Linked DNA regions of Anas platyrhynchos: region 1 is linked to region 2. Evidence: chromatin contacts called from public Hi-C data. All regions are on one chromosome and are shown on one strand. Each heading gives the region's core, a stretch centred on a gene start, on an enhancer-like site or on the middle of the called end of the contact. The rest is flanking DNA. Distances are from core to core; before and after follow the strand shown. Region 1 overlaps GALNTL6 (polypeptide N-acetylgalactosaminyltransferase like 6). Region 2 overlaps GALNT7 (polypeptide N-acetylgalactosaminyltransferase 7).

What was found. A called contact is a pair of places that touch in the nucleus more often than the background predicts.
Region 1: a Hi-C map of subcutaneous adipose tissue shows a contact between it and region 2, with 3 times the contacts expected there. The contact joins two enhancer-like sites. A contact is called at or near these places in 4 of 8 Hi-C or Micro-C datasets (F1 follicle, liver, skeletal muscle and 1 more).

The regions. Positions count from the first base shown.
Region 1 is chr4:28,256,576-28,261,300 of IASCAAS_PekinDuck_T2T, forward strand. GALNTL6 (polypeptide N-acetylgalactosaminyltransferase like 6) reads right to left here. Exons shown (of 15, transcript XR_011809020.1): 10 at 3,187-3,303. Among named protein-coding and RNA genes, the nearest start is that of GALNT7, 43 kb to the left of the region's middle. Within about 2 kb of position 1,331, at least 1 of the 8 cell types and tissues checked has an H3K27ac peak or open chromatin away from gene starts, as enhancers often do. A contact at or near this core is called in subcutaneous adipose tissue, where this site is marked.
Region 2 is chr4:28,181,367-28,186,412 of IASCAAS_PekinDuck_T2T, forward strand. GALNT7 (polypeptide N-acetylgalactosaminyltransferase 7) reads right to left here. Exons shown (of 12, transcript XM_038178954.2): 2 at 2,647-3,104. Among named protein-coding and RNA genes, the nearest start is that of GALNT7, 32 kb to the right of the region's middle. Within about 2 kb of position 1,770, at least 3 of the 8 cell types and tissues checked have an H3K27ac peak or open chromatin away from gene starts, as enhancers often do. A contact at or near this core is called in subcutaneous adipose tissue, where this site is marked.

The DNA.
Region 1 (4,725 bases), core at 81-2,580, 75 kb after region 2:
ATCTTCACAGCTTACTGTGGGTGCAAGTAGATCACCTTCTTTCTCCTTGGGAGCTGCTTCATTAGACTGTGATCATAACATCTACTGCAGGTAACATTTCTGACTGTGTAGTCTTTGGGACTGAATAAGGACAGCTAGTCAAGAAATTTTCATCAAAATACACCAATCTAAAATATACCTTTGTGGGATTTTTTTCTCCCTACCACCTGTCACTAACACAAAGGCAGATTTTGCTTGCCAGGGTGGAAATTGAGATTTTGCCCTCTGGGTTCCTGAGGAGCTACAAGACACAAAGGCATCAGCTACGGCTAGAGCAGTGGAAAATTGGCTGCTAACATCAGTGCATACTGTCTCTCCACTGAGGAAAACTTCTGGAAAAGGAGGGAAAAGGATGCTATCTTGTTTCTGAAAAAAAATCAAGCTCTGCATCACCAGAACATTTTTACCTTCCCAAATTAAGTATTTTCAGAATTTCTTTTCTACAAGAAAACCAAAAATTCTCCTCTGGATAATCTGCATGTACTGTCATTTTCTGTAGGATAAAAATTCTGAGTTTCAGCCAAGTCTACTATCTAGTCTGCTTCATCTTAAAGTTTATGAGATTCTGTAATTCTTTCCTCTCTTTCTTAACTGGTATCTTGAAAACCTGTACCTTGCACAGACTCACCCTTGAAATCTACCAGATACGTGAACGTGTCTTGTATCAGGAGTCTGAATATTTGAGTACAACCAGTTTCATTTTGTTTCTATACTAATCAAGAAACCAATAGGATATTAAAAGTAATAAGATTATGCAAATAAAGTTACTTAGTAATACAGTAATGGATATTATGCCAATCATCTTTATTCTAAAAGTTCTATTTTCTAGTTTTAGAAAATAGAGGAGAAAGTGAAGTGAACTTTTTCTAGGAGAAAGTGAAATTGTATTTATGTTACCCTAATTTTCTTCTAGGGATTCTTCAACATTTCTCATGATTTCTGGAATTACATTGACAGGTAGATAAACTAATGGCACCTACGCTCCTGTCAGTTGGAACAACAGCTTTTGAATGTGGTCCTGTCTCCTGGGACAAAAACAACAACAACAAAAAAACACAAACAACACACCACAAACAAATCCAAACAATCCCCATTTTAGCAAAGGAAAACAGACTATTTTGAGTGTTAAATATTATTATTATTATTTGATGGGGCAGGTGTGTGGGGAACTTAAAGCCATTAATTTTCACCCTTCTCTGTCAGAGCTGAAAAGCTCCATCTTTTCTGGTTGTCATCACCGAGAAGCACCCAACGCTGCTAATTCATTAACCTTCCTTGGGGCCCGTTTGCGTTCAGCTTGTGCGGAGCTGCCCTCTGCTGCTTGTTTTCTGAATTACACACTTTAAACAGTAGCTCTTGGAAAAGGAGAAATGTGTAAGAAAAACGAACAAAATCAGCTGTGTGATCCTGCTCCTGCCCCTCTTAAGCAACCCAGAAAAGTCACTGAACTGTTCAGAAAATTGAATTAAATTGCTTGGCTTGGGTTTTGGCAGTCCTTGTCCAATGCAACTGTACCATGCTGTTCAGAAAAATGTTCCCTTGCAGTGTTTTGAACGCTATTCTGTGGCGAGGAGGTACGTGCTGTTCTACTCCAGCCTCGCAGAAATAATTCATGATTCCCTCGAGGCACACGTCAAGCAGTTTGGGAGGTTTCATAGTTTTGGCTCAGCACTTTGAGGTTGGTTGAACTTGTTCTGTGTTAACTTAACCCTATTTATCTTAATGAAGTTACTTTTTGTTATTAGTGTAGAATGGGGACTATTGCATTGAATTTGTTTCCAAGCATCATGATGTGCTGGAATGCAGTGAAACACAGAGTCCTTCCTGATGGTATTCTCCCTTTGTGTCCTCACCAGAACCAGAACTCACCTTCAAATGATATTTCAAGACTCCCTTTTTTCTGCTTCCCTGGTATTTTTTTGTTGTTGTTGTTTCTTTTTAGCCACTTTTCATCCAGTTTTCTTCCCTCTTTTCCCTCATATCTGGCAGTGGGCCCCCTCTATTCTTGGTGAGAGTTTGGACCTCTTTATGTTTGCAGATTTTAAAACTAGAGGTCAAAATGATGGTCTGGTCTGGACCATAAAAATTCCTTTAAATAGTTGTTTGAATTACTGGATGTCTTTCATAAATATATATATATATATATATATATCTACTTCAGCACCCTTTTGCTGTGCTTTACCTTTGCTAGCTATATGAAGAAGCCTTCTTTCGGCAATCTCATTTCCCTTGTGTTGGCACTTATCTAAATTGTGATCATTCTTTAGCTTCTTAACTTCATTCACTAACACACCTCCCCCTGCATTTCTCAGTATCCTCAGAGAATGATTTTTTGACCTTAGCACTTCAAATATCCCTCAGAACTCCTCTCTCTTGAGCTTTTAATATCTTTAGAAGTGCCATGTATGACTGCCAAGTCAATTTTTCTCTTCAGCATTGGTGATTTTTTCTAATCCGTGACTTTGCTGTGTGGAAGACATGTTCACTAGAATTGCTAATAAATGGTCAGGTTGTATTTTTTGTCCAGATTCTCTTTGCTCATGTTGGCCAGAGCTAGTGAGTCATGATTTCTTTCCTATGGCACTCACAATCATGGTGAGTACAAATGAGAGATCTTTTCCTCCATACTCCTGGGAGGTAATATTTTTCTTCCTAACTTACCCAGATAAAAGGATGTTTGAGTCTTTATAATCCCTTATCCATGTGAAACCCTTTCTGGCTTTCACCCCATTTATCTCGCTTATACTTCTTATTCACTTAACATACGACCACTTACTGTTTATTGAGATGAAAGTATAAAAGGAGACAACCAGTAGATCTTTACATGCCCAGGTAGTATATTTAAAATATTTTAAGGTAAGTGAACTGAAATCAAAGTGTTTTCATGACACAATGAGGTAGAATGGGGCACCCCAAAGCTCTTTGGATATTACAATTCCTGTTGGAAATTCAGAAGAATATATAGCACAGACGACAAAATTCTGAGGTTAGGTTAAAGCATACTTTTTAAAAAACTACTAAGGTCAGCAATCAGTCAAAAATAATTTCTACGCCTTGTTTTGTCTTAATAAAAAGAGGAAACCTTCAGAAATTGGAAAAAAGATGTAACAATTTGACAGTGCTTTTGTCTTTTAGCTGTTAAAATACCTGTTCATGTGACCATGTCCGTTCTGAGCCATCCTTCACACAAATGTCTAGCCTCAGCTCAGTCCCCGTGGCTCCATGTTTACTGTCCACACAGAGATTGGCTGCCACGTTTCGAATCTGCAAAACCAAGCAGTGACATCTTACATTAAACCAGGTTGCAGAACAGAGCTTCCAACATTAAGGAGCTAGGAATTTAGCTACCTTAGAAGCTGAGGGACTTGAGACTCAGTTATATATATGTGGTGGGTCTTACTTTTTACAGGATAGAGCACCAGCTCCTGGAATGACCTATTCTTTATTTGAACAGCTTTGGAAGCAGCAAAGTTTGAAATACGCTGCTTAACAAACGAAAGGTAGATCTGTATGAAATAGTCTCATGCAAAGAAAATAAGAGAGAGAAGTGTGGAAAGTTCAAAGTTGAGTCCATTTTCTTTTTTTTTTTTTTTTCTTTTTTTCTTTTTCCCTCTTACTGGAGCAAGTGAGATCAACTGCATTAAGAGGAAATGATTTCTGAATGACTCTCTCACAGACTTCGGAGCAATATTTCTTGAAGACTCAGGCACACCCTTTCCCAATGCGTATTCTTATTTTTACACAATAATACCATTGTAGATAAGGTTTGAACTAGTGTTCAAAGTGCATAAAATTAGAAAGTACTTAACTTACTATGCTTACCCAGAGGTTCTTTGTGCTGTCTTGCCTGTATGCTTCTGCAAACAATCTGTAGTGGAACTTATTCTTAAAAGGAAAAATCTCATTTTTGAGACTGAAACAATTGAGTAATAATTAACCTGTGACTATTAGTCATATCATTATGTACGCCTGCTATTATGGAGATATTTTTGGAGGACTATTCAAAAGGAACAGGCTGCCCACTGCCACTAAAAAGAGGAAAATGCTATATTTATTTTGCAAATACATGTATATTTGTCCTTGAATACCTCAGCTAAGCTGTTTAAAAATCCTTCAGAAACTTCCACAGTGAAGAGGACTTCTTAAACAACTTTCTCCTTCAATGAGATACAGAGAAACAGAGTAACCAAAACCTACACACATACATGGAACTACACACAGATTTGGTATATATAATACATAGAAAGCAGGTGCACATTTGACATTCTTGCAACAAATTTGGTCCACATTAAAAAAAAAAAGAAAAGATAGATGCTGAAGGAGATTCTGCTGAGGTGGCTTCTGTAACTTTCCATGGAAAATTTTTAGAAGTCATCACTGTTGCCATATTACGTTAGACAAATGTAAACACTGCCACTCTTAAATACTGTGTATCTCACCAAAACCAAACCAAAACCAAACTAGGATGGAAAAAAACACAGCACAAAACGTTGCAAAAAAGGCAATCGTCATGCTTGTAAGACACATGGGAAAGCTGCTCTGCTCTATTCTTGAATCTGGAAGACTGGAATTGAGTCTATTCATCATGTTCTAAGAAAGATTTAGACAGATGGGAAAGCAACAGGAACTGGAGAAAATTAAAACAAACAAAACCATCACACCAACCTTCAGGAAAGGTTTTAGGAA
Region 2 (5,046 bases), core at 520-3,019:
GCTGGCAAATCACCTTGGCCACGTATGTGCCTGACTCGAAAGACAAATCTGACCATAGCAGGACTGAATCCCCCTTCACAGGCATTTCTTCCCTCTTCCCCTTTCAGCAGAGTCGAGCCTCAAGGCTTCATGGCTTTTAAGCTGAGAGACTCAGCTCTTGCAGTGCTATTTCACTCCTGCCAACACCACCTGGGGAAGCACTTGGCGTACTTCCCTGAACCAATCTGAGTGCTGAGGGTAACACTGAAGAATTTTTATGCCTCAAGGAAAAGGCAGAGGTGAGGCCTACCTGGATTTGAACACCTCTGAACAAACTCTGTCTTTGCCTGAAATATCTTCCTCAATTAGCAATGCTGGCAACCAAAAAAAAGGATGATTATACTGTTCTTCAGTAGGATTATGCTGAATGTTGACCAGCCTTACCAACTAAAATGACCTCCTAAAGAGATCAGTAGGATGAAAAGGGGAAGGAAAATAAATGGGAAAATAATTCATCCAACAGGCCATCTGCTACCTTTTTGCTACATTTCTTCCCAGTAGCAGGGGGATGAGCAGGAAAAAAAATACAATATCTGAAAACAGCCCCTGCCAATCCTACATTGCTTTCCCTCTCTTCTGCCTTTCCCAGGAAACACATTGAAACAATAAACATTTAAACTATTCAGAATAATTGCAAGCGTCCTGGGTATTCATTATACAAAATAATTTATATCAAGTTGCCTGAAAGATGTGTTTTGTTAACATTTTTGTGCTGTTTTGTATGCTTGCATAGGATATTAAACAGTAAAACCTAACTTTGATTTGATCTGCTGGCTTTGACCTCCATGGAAGACTTATCTGCAAGTGAACTTGGAGGAAACTCTTTTAAATTTCTGATCTAATCGTGGCTGTCTCTTCTATTCCTCAAAGCATTTAAGTCTTCTTAGGGAATTTCTGTCTTTAGAGTACTAGTAAAGATAAACTCTGAGATTACAGGTGGGGAACTACTTGGCAGATATGTAGTCTCTCTGATGCTTTCCACCTTGGGGAAAAATGGGCAGAATGAAGTCATGGAGCTCGGCTGCCAAAGATAGGGTCAGTAGCCTAAGCTGAGGCAGCCTGGTCCCACCTTCATAGGACATGTCATAGGACATGCTGCCATTTCTGCTCAGCTGTGCGGGCAGAGCAGAGAACAAAGAAAGGAGCACGCTCCCACCCTCTGTCTTCCCACTCTCCTGAGGAAGGCAGGGCCAAAATGAACCCTGCTAACACAAACTCTTGACTCCGAACAGCTTCACTCTGCTCAGTTCACCACCACACCTGGTGGGGAAACCATTTTTCTTTCCAAGTGTCTGTAGTCCTGTTGCCTCTTACAAAAAGGGCCTCAGTGGCTGCCAACACCACAACAAAAGCAGCAATGCTTAGGGAACGGCCACCTGGAAGGAAATGCTAGCCCAAACAGGTTACCTGGAGCATTTCCTCCCCTTCAAAAAATCTCTTCAGCACAGAGGCCCAACTGCTGACTGCAGTGAAGAAATAAAATTAAAGTGAACCTCAAGATAGCGAACCTTTCCCTGCCACTAGCAGCTGACAGACTCGTTTTTCTCCTCCAGCTTCAGGCAGGTGGAAACCTTTAGTAAGTCACCCAGGGAACATGGCATGAAGAAAGAGAGGCGCTGTAATCTGTGCACTTCAGTCATTTTAACAAATGCACAGCAGGCAGTAAATTCACGCAGCAGTGCTTGCACAAGCATGAGTCAGGCTCACAGCTGGCCGGCTGTCTCCCACCTCACAGCATGGAAAAACACTGTTTTTATGAAAGGCCACAGTACAGTCCCAGTGAGCAACCAGTGACCAACCAAACAGATCAGCTGCCACAGCTGGAAGCGTGCAGTGTCGAGGTGGGCACCAAACCCCAGGACTGGCAGAGCACCCCCTCTCTGCTGGGGAGGAGAGGAGAGAGAAAACAGGCAATACATCATTTTGTACCTAAATTCACACACCCTCCTGTCCAACGTAAAAAAGCTAATCCCAGGCAAGTTATTATTATTTTTTTTCCCCTAAGATTAGTTCCTTCTTTATGATAAATGCAGTAAGAAGCGTAGGTAGAAGATTAATCTGCTGTCAGCTCCAAAATCCAAACTCCAGTATGGCAGATCTATACTCTTGCTAATGCAGGTAACTAAGCAGAGTTATTTAAAGGGAACAATATTACTTCATGTTCTCTCTCTTTTTTTTTTTTTTTTTTTTTAAGCATTGGCATGAAATCATAACTAAATAAAACATACTATAGGAACTTACGTATGAAATAATAATTAAAAAAAGCATTCTTAAAAGCAAATCTTAAGAAGTTATGGACTATAAAGAGAACACACAACAAGGAAGACTGACTGGACATGGAACATCTAAATATATGCAATTAGACTGGATGACTTCAGAGACAAATCAATATAGATTAAGTGTTCGTGAAAGGAATAATTGGAACAGCATTAAGAATAACATATGGAAACATTTGGTACAGTACAGCACATTTGCCTGTCAGGACAAGAAGTCTCAAGTACTTGGCCTAATTAATAATATTATTTTAAGCATCAATTAAGATCCATGGAAAGAAAATAATTAAACCTCATAAAAACAGAACTAAAAGAAAACAAAAAGTTTGCTTACTCTTCTTGACGCAAGTCATTAACGCTCCGATCTAGTGAAATCATATCACTTGCCACCATATTAAACCCAAATTCTTTAATGCTGGCTTGAATGGATTCTTTGTAATCTGGTCCTAAAACATATGGCTTCGCTTCCTCTCCAGGGCCACCAACAACTCCGTGAGGCTCGGGCTCTTTGGGTTCAAAATTACCAAGGACTCCAGGTCGTAAAACAGGATCTCGGTATACAAATGTCTGAGGCTTAAATGTGAGATACTGCCTCTGGATGACATTTTGCTGATTGTTATCACCACCACCATGCTGATTTAGTTCATTTTTGGCCTTATTTTTCCTTCGAATGGATTCCAAGTCCACTTCCACGCCTTCAACATGAGGCCAAGGTACCACAGGTTTGAACTTCTCATTTCCTAGTCCACGTTCTCCTTTGTTTGGTATGGGTCTGTTGGCTTCTTTGTCATCCTATATATACACAGAGAAACAGCAGGAGATCAAATAAATGTATCACTTTTATTTATCCTTTTTCTCTCCCCCCCCCACACCCCCAAAAAAATCCAGTACCTTGGGCACTGCAAATTGATAGTAAATGTATGTTATAAGCAAGAATGGAGAAATCTCTGTTCATTCAGGGCCTGAATGAACACTTGTCATTAAAGCTAGCAGTTGCTGGAGAGCATCACTGGACAGTGTCCACACTTACCTGAGCAAGTGGTCCTGGAAAGGGCCTAATGTTCACACCCCAAAAATTGTTCAGCAGTTTTACAGCTTCCTCCCAGAGAAACACAAAATTCACACTGAGATTTCAAAACCCTCTTGGCATTTTCAGTGATCAGCAAGGTCCATGGGGGTAGGACAAGGGTGATTTTGAAAGAAACTTGGCAGAAAGGCTCTGAGTGGCTGTTTGTGAAGTCTCTGGAGTACAACAGCCCCACCCATGAACACGCTCTAAAAAAATAGTCACTGCTTTCCCTAGTACTTCCATCCAATGGGACAATGGGGAAACATTGCTGAAAGTTCAGATTTCCTGGTAAAATTATCTATTTGTAAATGTGATAGATGCTCTCTGTGGAATTCAGCGTCACCTAAAAACACATGCATTTTAGCAACATCTCACTATCTGTTCACAAATACAGGATCAAAATAAAATAATAATAATAAAAATCAGAAGGATGTCACTTATTCAAACCTGTTAGAGGAAGGTATAAGTCCAAAGATCAGGCTACTGAGAGACCTGTCCAGTCATACTCTGAAAACACCCAGTATCTCTGGACAGCCTCTTTCAGTGCTTTACCAGTGCCTCAGTGAAGATATCTATTTCTTCTCATACCCAATTAGAAATTTCTTGTTGTTTCTTGGAATGATTGCCTCCTGTCCTTTCAGTGTTGACCCCTGAGAGGACTTTATTTCCATTTTCTCTGTAACCTCACTTTTGAGGGTGAAAGGCTGTAATTAAGTTCTCCATTAGACTTCTCCAGGCAAAACAACCCCAACTCCTCTGCCCTGTCCGTGTGCTGCAGCCTCCTGGCCTTCTCAGCAGGTCTTTGCCAGTCCCCTTCCATTTCTGAATTTCTCTCTTACACTGGGCACTGCAGGAGGAGAAACCAGACACAATGCTCCAGATGCAGTCTTGTTAATTGTGTGTTATCAAGAAACAAAACACTTCCCTTAACATAACTTGATGGCTAAGCTCTTGCTAGTCATTATGCAGTTTACCTTTACTGCAGCAAGAGCACATTGCTGACTACATCACAGTGTTTTCCTCACATACCATGCTGCATAATGAGCTTCAGAAAGTAAGAAAAATCCACGATAAAATATGCCTAGAGTAACACAGTAACAATGGGAGTCAGACGGGCTCCAATTCAAAATAACATTCTGCTTCTCTGTTCTAATTTGATCAGGGAAGATGTACAAAATGCAGAAGTGTTACATTATTCTGCTCTTCCATCACTTTCTGAGGATCCCTGAAAAGCCAACCTGGGAAAGGGAAGGATAAGAGCACACAAAAAGGCACGTTTAGCGAGGAGGTAAAAAGCTACCATGTATCTAACTAAAGTGTTGAGAGGACTCTTCAAAAGAACATCACCTCACACTTACCCTAGAAATCAACATGAAGGTTCCACCACTCAACTGCTAGAACGCTGCTGACCTCTCACAAATTTGTGCCTAATTTCTGCTCCAAGTGCAGAGACAGCTAAGAAGCCAATAAAATAGTGGGCATCATCAGGAAGGATTCTTAAAGAAACTGTAATTTTGACTACATAACATTTTGTTACATTCCTGTCTTTGGTAATATTTAGTTCTGGTCTTCACATCTCCAAAGCACACGTCAAAGTCAGAGGAAGTATAGAGCAGAGCAACTGGAATGAAGGAGGAGGTGGATAGGTGCCTTGGGATGTATGAC